Regions from separate parts of the Danio rerio genome. Here region 2 is linked to region 1. The links are chromatin contacts, called in public Hi-C maps. All regions are on one chromosome and are shown on one strand. The core of a region is the stretch at or near the end of the contact, and the rest is flanking DNA. Distances in the headings are between cores, read along the strand shown.

Region 1 (6,051 bases), core at 2,903-5,402:
GGCATGTACAGTTTCTTTATACAGAAAAAGTATTTCACATCATTCTGCTTTTTATTCATCATATGTTTTACAGCATATGCCGGATGCCCTTCCAGCTGCAACCCAGTACTGGGAAACATCCATACACACTTATTCACACATATACACTACGGCCAATTTAGTTTATTCAATTAATAATAATAATAATAATGAATAAAAGGACTAAGCCGAAGGAAATAGAATTAATGAATAGAAATTTATGTAAAAATGTTACAGAGGGAACATAATTATTTCAACTGCTTTTCTATTTTAAGACTTAGAATGTTATTTATTTGCCTTAACTTATTTAACTTGAAATGGCATTTGAATGCCTTTGAATCATATTATATGTTAAAAATGGCCTTAAAACAAATTTACAAATGCATTTTATAGTTTAATGCACTCTGAAAAATATTATTTTAGTCCAACAATTTTAAACCCTTATAAGTTTAAGTTTGCTATAAGTATACTTCTTTAAAACAAAATAAATACTCAGTTTACCTGAAGTGTGCTTCTCTGAATATGCTTAAAATACCACTTATACAGGATAGTGTAATTTAAGTATATTAAATATAACTGATTACTTAACCTCAATTGTGTGATTTAGATGTACTTAAAAGTATGACATATTTCATGCATTACATTTATCTTTTGATTGGATAGCTTATTTAACACGTTGTTCCTTTCTTTCTTACATTTTGTTGTTTCAATTAAAGTATAAAGGAACTTTTATAAATTTGGGTCAGTTAGTCCCTAGTGCATTATAACTTCATTGATCTATCACCAATTATTCTTTACTTATAAGGGGACTGTTGAATGCTTGATTCTGATTGGCTGAAAAACTTTCTAAGGCAAGCAATTATTTACCGATAAATGGCTAAAGTAGTTCCAGGCAGGTCTTGGCTGTATTACAGTTCTGCTTACTAATAATTTCAGTTATTTCACACCCTGCTGTACATGTTTCCTTGCACTTTAGCTCATTTTGACTGACAGTAAGACTTTTGACCAGTTAATTTGTTCAGATAATTGGTTTAAAATGTCATTTAAGTCATATCAAACTGTTTTTTTCAAACTATTTTTTATGTTATTGAGTGAGGAAATCAATCATAATTGTGTTTAGAGAAAAAACATGAGTGATGTTGAGGTTATTAGCAAATACTAGATAAAATTAAATAAAAAAATAAATAGGACAATCTATAAAACAATAATATGCTCAGCTACACTTTTTTGAAATGAGAAATAAGTGAAATTATAGACTGGAAAACACTAAATTTGTTGTTGTTGATAATGTAGTTTGGGGGAAACTGTGATGTTCAGTTTTTATTATGATTTATCTTGTGTTATATTATTTGTGGTAGTACTAGCCTAGTAGCAGTAGTACGGTTTTCAGCAAAAAATCAATATGAGCATATCAAAATTACTAAAAGCCGGATTAGGCCTAGAAAATTGCAATTGGTGCAATCGCTAATGTGTGTGCATTTAATTTTCTGCGTTTACGTGTACTGAAAATTAACTCACCTGTGGAATGGTCACAGTTTTTTAAACTAACATAAATAAAATACTTGAAATGCACTCTTGAAACAATAGACCCTTTTCACCATGACGTCACTTCACTTCACTTCACTTCCACCTTTCCGCCTAGAAGTGTTTCGGTAGTTCTGTTTTACCTTTGAATGGGATACTTCTCAGAATAATTCAAAACAAACTGAAAACACTAACCTTGCATGTTGAGATTTAAGACTATTAAATTATTGGGCTTGTGTCCAAATGTTTCTCTTTCTTGTGCCATTGCTGAACTGTTTTCTGAGTTTCGAAATGATTACTTTTTTCAAGTTATTAGGAATAGGAGTAAGTTTTGTTTCTAAAAGGAAACTTATTAATCACTTATTAATCCAGTTTATTGTTTCCTTACTAATTAACCCTTTTAAGTCTACCGGCAACTATAGTTGCAGAAGCTCATAGTTACCATTTTCCTTTTAAGTAATTTTTCACATGTTATCTATGTTTAATTTCTCAATGACATGCAAGCAAATAACCAAATAAAAGATTTCAGGACAGAAAAAAAGCAATTGGTTTACTTGCTGTCACATGAGGCCTTCAACTTCCTACCTCTAATTCCAGGATGCAAAATGGCAAACCTTCATAAACAGCAATTTTTATGTTAATAAAAATATTTTTTATTTACAAATATATAAATTAACATAGGCGATGCAGTGATGCAGTAGGTGTCGCCTCACAGCAAGAAAGTCCTTGGGTCGCTGGTTCTAGCCTCGGCTGGGTCAATTGGCGTTTTTGAGTGGAGTTTGCATGTTTTCCCTGTGTTCGCGTGGGTTTTCTTTGGTGCTCCGGTTTCCCCCACAGTCCAAAGACATGTGGTACAGGTGAATTGGGTAGGCTAAACTGTCCATAGTGTATGTATGCGTGTGTGCATGGGTTTCCCAGTGATGGGTTGCTGCTGGAAGGGCATTCGCTGCGTAAAACATATGCTGGATAAGTTGGCGGTTAATTCTGCTGTGGCGACCCCGGATTAATAAAGGGACTAAGCCGAAAAGAAAATGAATGAATGAATGAATGAATCAATAGAATCATAAAGGTCTCTAGGATCCAAACAAAACAAGTCTTTCAAGAGATATCTTTGTGCATAGTTTGACATGTTCAAGCGGCAACCATGGTTGCCGGAGGGCAAATACCTTGTAAGTAAATGATGACGAATTAGAGAATAGAGTTAATAAGTTAATAAATTAAGGTTATTGGCCTAGTTTAATGTTTAGTTTTTTTTTTGTTTTTTTTTTGCTTTCATAATAACCCCTTTAAAAAATAACCCTTTAACTAATATCTTTACTTTAAAGTAGACTTTTTATACACAAGTTGAAACACAGCAAAATTGTAAAATTAACTTCTCCTACTGGTCTCTTTCCCACAAAGATTTAAAATAACACAGAGAATAATGAACATCGCTGTTAAAATGCAGAATCACTACAGAAAAACACAAAACTACGAACAAATTCAGTTCCTACCTTAAGCCCAGCTGTCCATACAGACATAGGTATTGCCTACTGCAGCTTTTTTACATGGTTAGGCTGTTTGACACTAACAATGTTAACAAGGATATCTGCATGAAAACAATTTTAACGATTTGAGCACAAATGGGTTAATGTTCTACTTTGAATGAATATAAATTTATATTATCGATTAAATATGAAAAAGGTCCAGCAGAGTAAAAGTCTTTATTAAATCTTCCTATATAACCCGGTATGTTTGTCATCTATAAATGAAATCAGTGTCATTAATTATTCCCTGATCCATACACATTTGTTTGGTTCTTTTTTCTATTTGAATGAATTAAGAGTGTTCTGCCGCCACCTACCGGGTGTTTTTAACTTGATATTTGTGGAAATTTTAATTAATCAATCAATCAAATCAAAATCAATTTTAACTAATCAATTAAACTGCTGTCTCCTCAATGTTATTTTTGCTATTGTAAACACAAGGTAAATACAATTCCACTTTCAAACGACACTTGTAGGTCCATCACTGCCCTGCACATACATTAAAAAAACAATATGATTTTGTTTCATTAGGAAAAATCATGTGCAATATTGTTATTCTATTCAATTTAATTTTAATAAAATGTTTTATGTTAATAAATGTAAAATACTCTTATAGATAAAAACGCCAGAGATCTGACCAGTGAATAGAATGTAAAGAATATGAATGTTTGTGAATAAGCTGTCCACAACAACCACAACCAAAGAACAATGCATTTTTTTTTTTTGGATTTTGTTCTTTTTTGCCTTTTTGTTGCATGGTTTATTAAATTATCTTTTTATTGTTGTCTGTTTTATATTTATTTGTTGTTTGTTTTGTTAAATATTCCACACTTTTACCGCAGTTTATTTTGTACGCCATGTACTTCCGCCATTTGCGGCTGCTGTGTCGTAATCTCTTGCTTCACACACTTGTCGTCTCTGCCAGCAGCAGCAGCGTCGTTGATGAGAGTGGGAACTTTAACAATCACTTCTCTTTTACAACATCTTATTTCAACGGCCGACCTGATCGAGCCGAATTAAAGATTTTCTGGTTTGACGTCAAATAAAGACAGCTCACAACTTTAGACGGCTGTTTGTACATCTTCCAGAGCTGTTGATGATGTAGCGTCAGATAGTTTTGGTGAAGGGGGGCGAGGTTTGTTTCAGCTTCAGCAGAAAATGTTGACAAAACTCCTCACGCACTTCTGAGGAAACTACAGTTTATTGAGCTTCAGGTAAGTTTAATATTATATTACGTCACGAGACCTAAAACTACAGCAACTTTATCAATAACTGTCGTGTGCTGTCTAGGTAGGCGGCGTTCTAGTTTTTGAAACACGCCCGCTCGCTGTATTTGTTCTTGATGAGTCGCTTCCTATTATGTGTACAGCATACTGCTTGCAGGCGTTTTCTTTTTAATGTCAACGATAATGACATACACTTGAATGTCTTGCTCTTTCGAGGAATGGAATTTCCAGTGAACCACACTGCTGTCTGAGATGAGCTGAGCTAATGTATTTCAAATATGGCAGGAATAGCATGGTATCAGAAAAAAGTGAGTGTGTCTATACCTGTCAGGTAAACAGAGGTTGTTTTTAGAAAGGAGTTAAAATGTCTGTCGTGTTCTTGTCAAAGATTGGAGCTTATGATCAACAGATTTGGGAAAAATCACTGGAACAGACTGAGTTTAAGGTAATTTGTTTTTGAAATATAGATGTATTTGTTGTTGTTGCTATTGTGTAAAATGTGTGCAATCAGATTTGTGAAACTCTTCCGTTTGAACAGGGCTTTGGAAACAAACTTAAAAAGACTGGCCATATTAAGCCAGATCTCATTGATGTCGATCTAGTAAGAGGTGAGTTGCCATACAGGTTTAGCTCCTAAATCTGTTGTCATTGCTTAGAAATAAAGGTGCAAAAGCGTCCATACTGGTGTGTTATTAGTGTACATATTGGCACCTAAATGTACAAAAATGAACTGATCCAGATCCTATGACCGCTTTTGTACCTTTATTTTTGTGAGTGTATACTTGATACAGGCTGTAAACCAGGTCAGATTCAATAGAAACTGTCAAATAAATACTGTAGATGACAACCATTTTTTTAATATTCAATGTGTTATTTTATTCTTATTCAGAATTGTGCAAGTATTACAATCATAAAACTAACCATAATCAAATGTAATGTGTGTAACACCATGTTACTAACATTTTTTTAAAGAAATCTTTTCATTCAGCTAAAATTCAATAAACTTATCAAAAGTGACACTTAAGACATTTATAATTTTGCAAAATTTTTGTTTAAAAATCAATGCTCTGATTTTTTTTGTGTGTATGTATCAATCAATGTACAGAAATATTAAGCAGCACTAATGTTTTCAACATTTATAATAAAAATATTTTCGAGTATCAAATTTTACAGTTATGAAATAAAACGGAAATATATATTACTGTATATATGGTTAAGAAATTTAAACATTTACCAATTCCAAACATTTGCTTGTAATGAACATTTAAAAATGATATTGTATAGGTTAAGGAAACCTAACCTATTAAGCTTGATAAATGTTTGTATTTTACTTTGTTTGTTTTGTAATAAAATTAGTCGTTGTTATATAGTACGATGCTCTTCTAGACAGTAAAACTAGTGTCTTTACAGCAGTGTTTCTTTCAAATAATTAAAAAGAATCTCTTTCACAGTTTAGCAACATTTTTTGACAAATGATAACTAAAATAATGACAAATATTACCTTTTTTACTGAAGAGTTGGGAAAATACAGGATGTGCATCTGCTTGTTTTATCAGTGCATTAGCTCCTAAAGTGAAAGAACTGTATGAATCTGCTGCTGTCAGTGTCATTAAAATGAATCAAATGATAAAAGGAAAAGAGAAGTTCAGTCTGATTACAGACTTCAGTGTTTGTAATAATGATTCTTCTCTTACATTCATAAATATGTCCAATTTAAAGTAGCAATTAATAGTGGAGATCTTAAGTTTACTCAAATG
Region 2 (6,561 bases), core at 3,697-6,196, 130 kb before region 1:
GACAGTGCAAACATTTAGCATATGAATTTTATTAATTATCAACGTGTGTGGAAAAAATGAAAATATACAAGTATATATAATAAATATATACTTAAATATATAGTATATATTTAGTATATATATATTTAGTATATATATATATATATATATATATATATATATATATATATATATATATATATATATATATATATATATAAAATAAATAGCAAAAAAAGCTTTCAATTTAAATAAAATAATGTTAATAATGATGTTAAAAATTGAATATTTTTTTTTATTATTTATACTTTTAACATTATTAGCTTTAAAGATGTAGAATAAGGTAGAGAATATACATTTTAAACTTCTGGAATTCATACAAATACTGTTTAAACACACAAAAAGTTTTTCTAAAATTGATTATCTAACAAACTAATTATTCATTTCCTTTAAATTGCATTTTTAATTGTACAATTTAATTTTATTTAAAACAATTTACAATTATTAGTTATTTTTATTGAAATTGTATAATATGAAATGATAATTTGCCAATGTAGCAGCAGTCACAATCAATGCCTTATTTCTGAAAATAAACACCCTGCTTGTGTCTAAATTTATGACAATAGCATATCGGAGCATATCATCATTTATCCTGTGGATCTGAAATGACCACAGCAGATAAAAAACACAGAGACGCTTTACAGCCTCCTGTAGCAAGTGAAATTGTTTACCATGTTTCAGATTGCTTTTATTGATTGCCAGCATCTGAGCAGAAAATTACAGAAAAATCATTCATGTCAGACATGCACTGTTGATCAGAACTTTATATTAGCCCTCTCTGACACTGGCTTTTTGCTCCTGTCCGACGCTTTTCAGTGTGGATGTTGCTTTTAAGTTTGACTACAGTTTCTTTTTTTAATCATAATCATTCATAATTTATGCATTTATTGTATCTCAATTGAATATATGCATTTCGTTTTCCATTTATTTTATCATTTTATCATTTTGGACAATTCATTTCATTAATTATTTAAATTTTTAAAAATAGGACCTTTTTAATACTAAATGTAAATAATAAAAATGTTCTAAGAATAATTAAATAATTAACTAAATTGTAAAGAATTATTATGTAATATAAATTAATTCATAATAATATGAGCATCCGGTTAATAATTCATGAATTTAAATTAAATAATATATATATATATATATATATATATATATATATATATATATATATATATATATATATATATATATATATATATATATATTTTTGGTTTATAAATAAAAGAAATTACATAACAAAACATTTGAACTGAATAACTGTTAAAATAACATTTCAAATATACAGCAGACCAACTATTAGATCTCCAGTGAATTTTTATTCTTTTTTAAATATTTGGGGGAAAAAAGGATATTTTTACAGCATTTCATATAATTTTTTACTTTGGCTGAAATAAAAGCATTTACATTTTTCAAAAACAATTTATGATTAATATTATTTGCTCCCTTATATTTTTTGTTGTTATCTACAGAACAATCCACATGTTACCCAAATATTTATTTAAATTTACAGGGACATGCACGACAATACATTGACCTTAAAAAGGAAATATGTAATGTGCCAATGTTTAACAAAAACTGATATTTTTCACCTGCAGTTGACATAATAACTTATAGATAAGCCTTTTACATTGTAAAGACACAATAAATTAGTTATTAGAAATTACTTCCGAACTTATCATATTTAAAATGTGTTGAAAAAAATTGTCTTTCCATTAAACACTTGGAAAATATATTTAAATACATCTAGCACAATTCCTTATCATTATATGCTTCATATATACAGTCCAGCACATGAAACTGCTGCGGAAGCGAGTTTTGTGAAAGATTATGAGTGCAGCATTAAGAGCTGCCGTGAAGTAACACAATTAAACAGCACAGCCTATTAACACTGCTAGACTGCATTCAGTGCTTGATAGAAATGGCTGTTAAAGCAGCTTAGCATCATTGTTTGTCCTCCTACAAATATTTGCTCATTAGGACAAACCGACTTAAATCTTTCGGAAGTCTGGCTCTTTCAGGACACACCAAAGCTGATTTAACACAACCAGCATCAATGCATTGCCCAGGGATGTGACTGTCAAACACTGGTGCTTCTTTACAGTAAACAAACTTCTTTAATTCATGTACTAACCTGAGGCAGTATATATATATATATATATATATATATATATATATATATATATATATATATATATATATATATATATATATATTGGTGGGGACTGGGAATGACTGAATAAAATCCCCCCACACCCCCACCAAGAATGAATATTGTTTATATATGCTGCAGGATCTGCAGATCTGCAGAGTGGATGCGCGCGTACTGAAGAGCGGTGTTATCGCGCGCGTACTGAAGAGCGGTGTTATCGCGCGCGTACTCAAGAGCGGTGTTGTCGCGCGCGTACTCAAGAGCGGTGTTGTCGCGCGCCTACTGAAGGGTGGGACCGAAGGTGTGCCGCGTCGCGGGGGCACTTTTGATCATTTTGGAGGGGCACTTTCTATCCAAGACTAAAAAGGGCATGTGCACTGCACAGGATGAGCCCTATGTGTGCACGTGCCTTTATATATATATATATATATATGTATATATATATATATATATATGTATATATATACATACACATACACATACATATCCGTCCACCGTCCACCCTAAATCTACGCCCCTGATATATATATATATATATCTATATCTGATATATATATATATATATCCCCTGATATAAATATATATATATATATATATATATATATATATATATATATATATATATATATATATATATATATATATATATATATATATGCAGGCGACGGTAGTGCTGTCGCCTCACAGCAAGAAGGTCGCTGGTTCGATCCTCGGCTCAGTTGGCGTTTCTGTGTGGAGTTTCCATGTTCTCCCTGCGTTCGCATGGGTTTCCTCCGGGTACTCCGGTTTCCCCCACAGTCCAAAGACATGCGGTACAGGTGAATTGGGTAGGCTAAATTGTCCGTAGTGTATGAGTGTGTGTGTATGTATGGATGTTTCCCAGAGATGGGTTGCAGCTGGAAGGGCATCCGCTGCGTAAAAACTTGCTGGATAAGTTGGCGGTTCATTCCGCTGTGGCGACCCCAGATTAATAAAGGGACTAAGCCGACAAGAAAATAAATGAATGAATGAATATATATGCACAAAATTTGCATTAGTCTACAACAATAACAACTGTTATCTGAAAAAAAATAAAGATTTTATAAAGATTTTGGTATAATCTCCAGCTCTAGCTTGAATTAAAAAATGAGTTCTGCTTTAACTTGATCAAGAACAGTAGCTACAGAGTTGTCCATGTTATATGCAAAGAAGTCTAAGACACAAAATAAAAAAAATAAAAATAAATCAATAAAAATGTAAATAAAGAGAAAGTAAATAGCAAATAATGCAAAAAAGTCAAACAAAAAAGTAAAGGGATATTAAAATTAATAATAATATTAAAATAACAAAGATATATAATATAGAACAACTAACTAAATTATTCAAAACAAATGATTTAAATAAAAATTATAATAAAACAATGCAACAAATAAAATGTATGTAAATTAAAAATAAATACATTTAATTAATGTGCAGTAATTAAATTTAAATTAGATTAAATTTAAATTAGGGATGCTCGTTTCGGTTAATTTTCCCAACCGACAGTGGCCGCTCATTAACTGAATATTAACCATTAACCTAATAAATTAATTAATTAATAAATAACTGATGTGTGTATTGTGTGTCTAACACATTAAATAGGCCTATTGCATTTTAAAATATTGAATTGTAGCACAGAACAACACAAAACATCTAAACAACCGAACATCATCAAATCTTCTTTCTCCTGCAGTGTTTTCAACAGGATTTTTTTTCATTGTTTTTTCACTTTATCAGCCTGTATCTTAAAATAGAACAGTGCATTTCAAACTTATTTTGCCAGATCGGGTCAAAAATAATAATAAATTTTAACCATTAATTAGTTAAAAATGCATCCTTTTGGTTATTGGTTAAAAAGTTAATATGAGCATCCCTAATTTAAATATAATATATATTATTTTAATAAAATAAACAGAATACATTATTTCATATATTATATTATTTTAGAATATTTATATTATTTTGTTATAAAAAATAAAAAAGTATGGTAAACATGTACATTTTGGTTTATACAAAATTATTTATAAATATTAATTCAAATAATTTGACAATTATTTGAAATAAAAAGTACATAAAAATAAAATATAAACATATACATAAAATTATGAATTCCCCCCAAATTATTAATTCCCCAGGCCTAAGTTAAATGTCACTTTTCATAAAAAAATAAAAAAATAAATAATTAACGAAAATAAATAGATAGATTTCTTGGATTAATTCAATTCAATGAACAATACTTAATAACCAAATATCTCAAACACAACTGTTAGCTCCACATACGGCATCTTCTCCTCCCAAAAAGCTCTTTTCATTCAAACCAAAACACAAAAGAGCCCTGAACTTTTTAGTACACCGCTGTAAACCCTTCACCTCCTCACTCTCCTTCCTTCCCCTCAGCTTCCTCAGCACATTTCTGTCTCCTGACTTCATTCATTCCCTCAGTCCCTCATCCCGGTGTTTTCTCCTCCTTCATGTGACGCCACCGCTGTGTTTGCTGAAAGCCCGACCCTGAGCCCCTGCAGGGAAAAACAGCCCCCCCAGCAAGTTCACTCAGGAGTCAACATGGCAGACATTACAGCACCACCAGCAGAGCAGCCTTTGATTTCACCATTGATTTCTCATTCTGCTGATGCTTCACTGTAACCAAATGAAGCACGTGGAGCCCTGAAGGAGAGCAGATCTGATCTGATCTGACTGAGAGAGCAGAGCTGCAGCAGAGCAACAGCAACACTAGGGGGAGACACTGAACACTGGCTACATGCATTTATCACCTGATTTAATTCCTCACACAGATGGTTAGTGTATGAGCTTCTGACATAAAAATATGCATGATGACCTATGTTAAATGTTTCTGATATGTACAATAAAATGGATTGAGTTATAATAATAATACTACTACTAATAATAATAAAATCAAATAACACTTTAATTATAAAATATATATAAAACTAAAATTACAAAACTAAATTTGAAATAAAACAATGATTTTTTACTCAAATAAATAGGCAAACAGATTATTATTATTATTGTTATTATTATTTTTATTATTATTATTATTATTATTATTATTATTATTATCATTATTATTATTATTATTATAAATGAACATAATAATAATAAATCTGTTATTTATGACATAAAATGATTAATAATAATAATAATAATAATAATAATAATAATAATAATAACAATAATAAATATGATAATAATAACAAAAAAACTAAGAAAAGCCTTCTAATAAATTAATGACAATAAAAGTAAATAGAGTGATGAACGTAGCTGGAAAAAATACAGCAAAAGCAAACACTTTCCAGATATTAAGTTATTCAAAATAAAAATACAATAAAAAAAAAGTTTAAAAAAAAATTTAAATGCAAGATAAATATATAAAAGTATTAAAACTAAACTAAAATAAATCGAAAAGTTAAATGAAAATGATATTTAAAATTTAATTAAATTATTTTTAAAATAAATTAAATGTAAAATAAAATAGAAATAAATAAATAAAAATTTCATTAAATTATACTATATTAAATTAAAAATAAAATAAAAAATTTATTTTATTTTATTTTATTTTATTTTATTTTATTTTATTTTATTTAATACTACTTTGGAATGACAGTAGACAGGATAGGTTTTATCCATCCTGTGTGCATATTTCACAACCTAAGAGAAGCTGTTTGTAGTCAAATAAATAAATAAAAAAATATATGTAGTATAGCATAAATAAATTGTGATGATAATATCGTAGATAAGAACTCTCCTTCACCACTGTCATGCCCCACAGCTCCATCAAACACTTCTACATCTGGGACTACTGCTATCACCTCCAGACTTTTCCTTCATCCGTCCTGGCGTTTTCCTGTGATTCTCTGCTCTCGGGCCGCTCCGACCCTGGAGCTGATGTCCATGACCCAGTTTGAGCAGCGCTGATGCTGATGCTGAGTCACAGACCGGTGAAGGTGAAGTTCTCCACATCAGGCCACATCTGCCTGAATCTATATTTAGCACGATAACTCACTCAAGCGGCCCCGTCATTTAACTACATTCACAAGCAGAGAGAGAGAAAGAGAGAGAGAGAGAGATAGAGAGAGACACTATATACATGCACATCATAAACATAGGCTTAGGCAACTTCCCAAACAAGTCTTTGACACACTAATCTAACAGTGGCCCACATGCAGCCCTGATCCTGTGCAAACTATGTGCTACGTAATATTGATACAGTAATACAGCAGGGTATAGGTGATGTTAAATAGGTTTTAAACTTAAAAAAATAAGTTTTAAAATAGGTTTTAAACTTGTCTTTATGAACCAACAAAATGAGCCTAGAACAAATCATGAAT

The links. A called contact is a pair of places that touch in the nucleus more often than the background predicts.
Region 2: a contact with region 1 is called in a Hi-C map of embryo, with 3 times the contacts expected there. The contact joins the enhancer-like site here to the promoter of phtf1 in region 1. A contact is called at or near these places in 9 of 18 Hi-C or Micro-C datasets (caudal fin, embryo, hematopoietic stem cells and 2 more) and 3 of 4 datasets of contacts at active chromatin or transcription factors (caudal fin, embryo and gastrula embryo).

Annotation. Positions count from the first base shown.
Region 1 is chr11:20,910,202-20,916,252 of GRCz12tu, reverse strand. phtf1 (putative homeodomain transcription factor 1) reads left to right here and starts at 4,152. Exons shown (of 17, transcript NM_001114429.1): 1 at 4,152-4,282; 2 at 4,511-4,602; 3 at 4,683-4,739; 4 at 4,833-4,902. The coding sequence starts at 4,573.
Region 2 is chr11:21,042,521-21,049,081 of GRCz12tu, reverse strand. The region is part of intron 1 of magi1b (membrane associated guanylate kinase, WW and PDZ domain containing 1b); the gene reads right to left. Among named protein-coding and RNA genes, the nearest start is that of magi1b, 80 kb to the right of the region's middle. Within about 2 kb of position 4,946, at least 11 of the 62 cell types and tissues checked have an H3K27ac peak or open chromatin away from gene starts, as enhancers often do.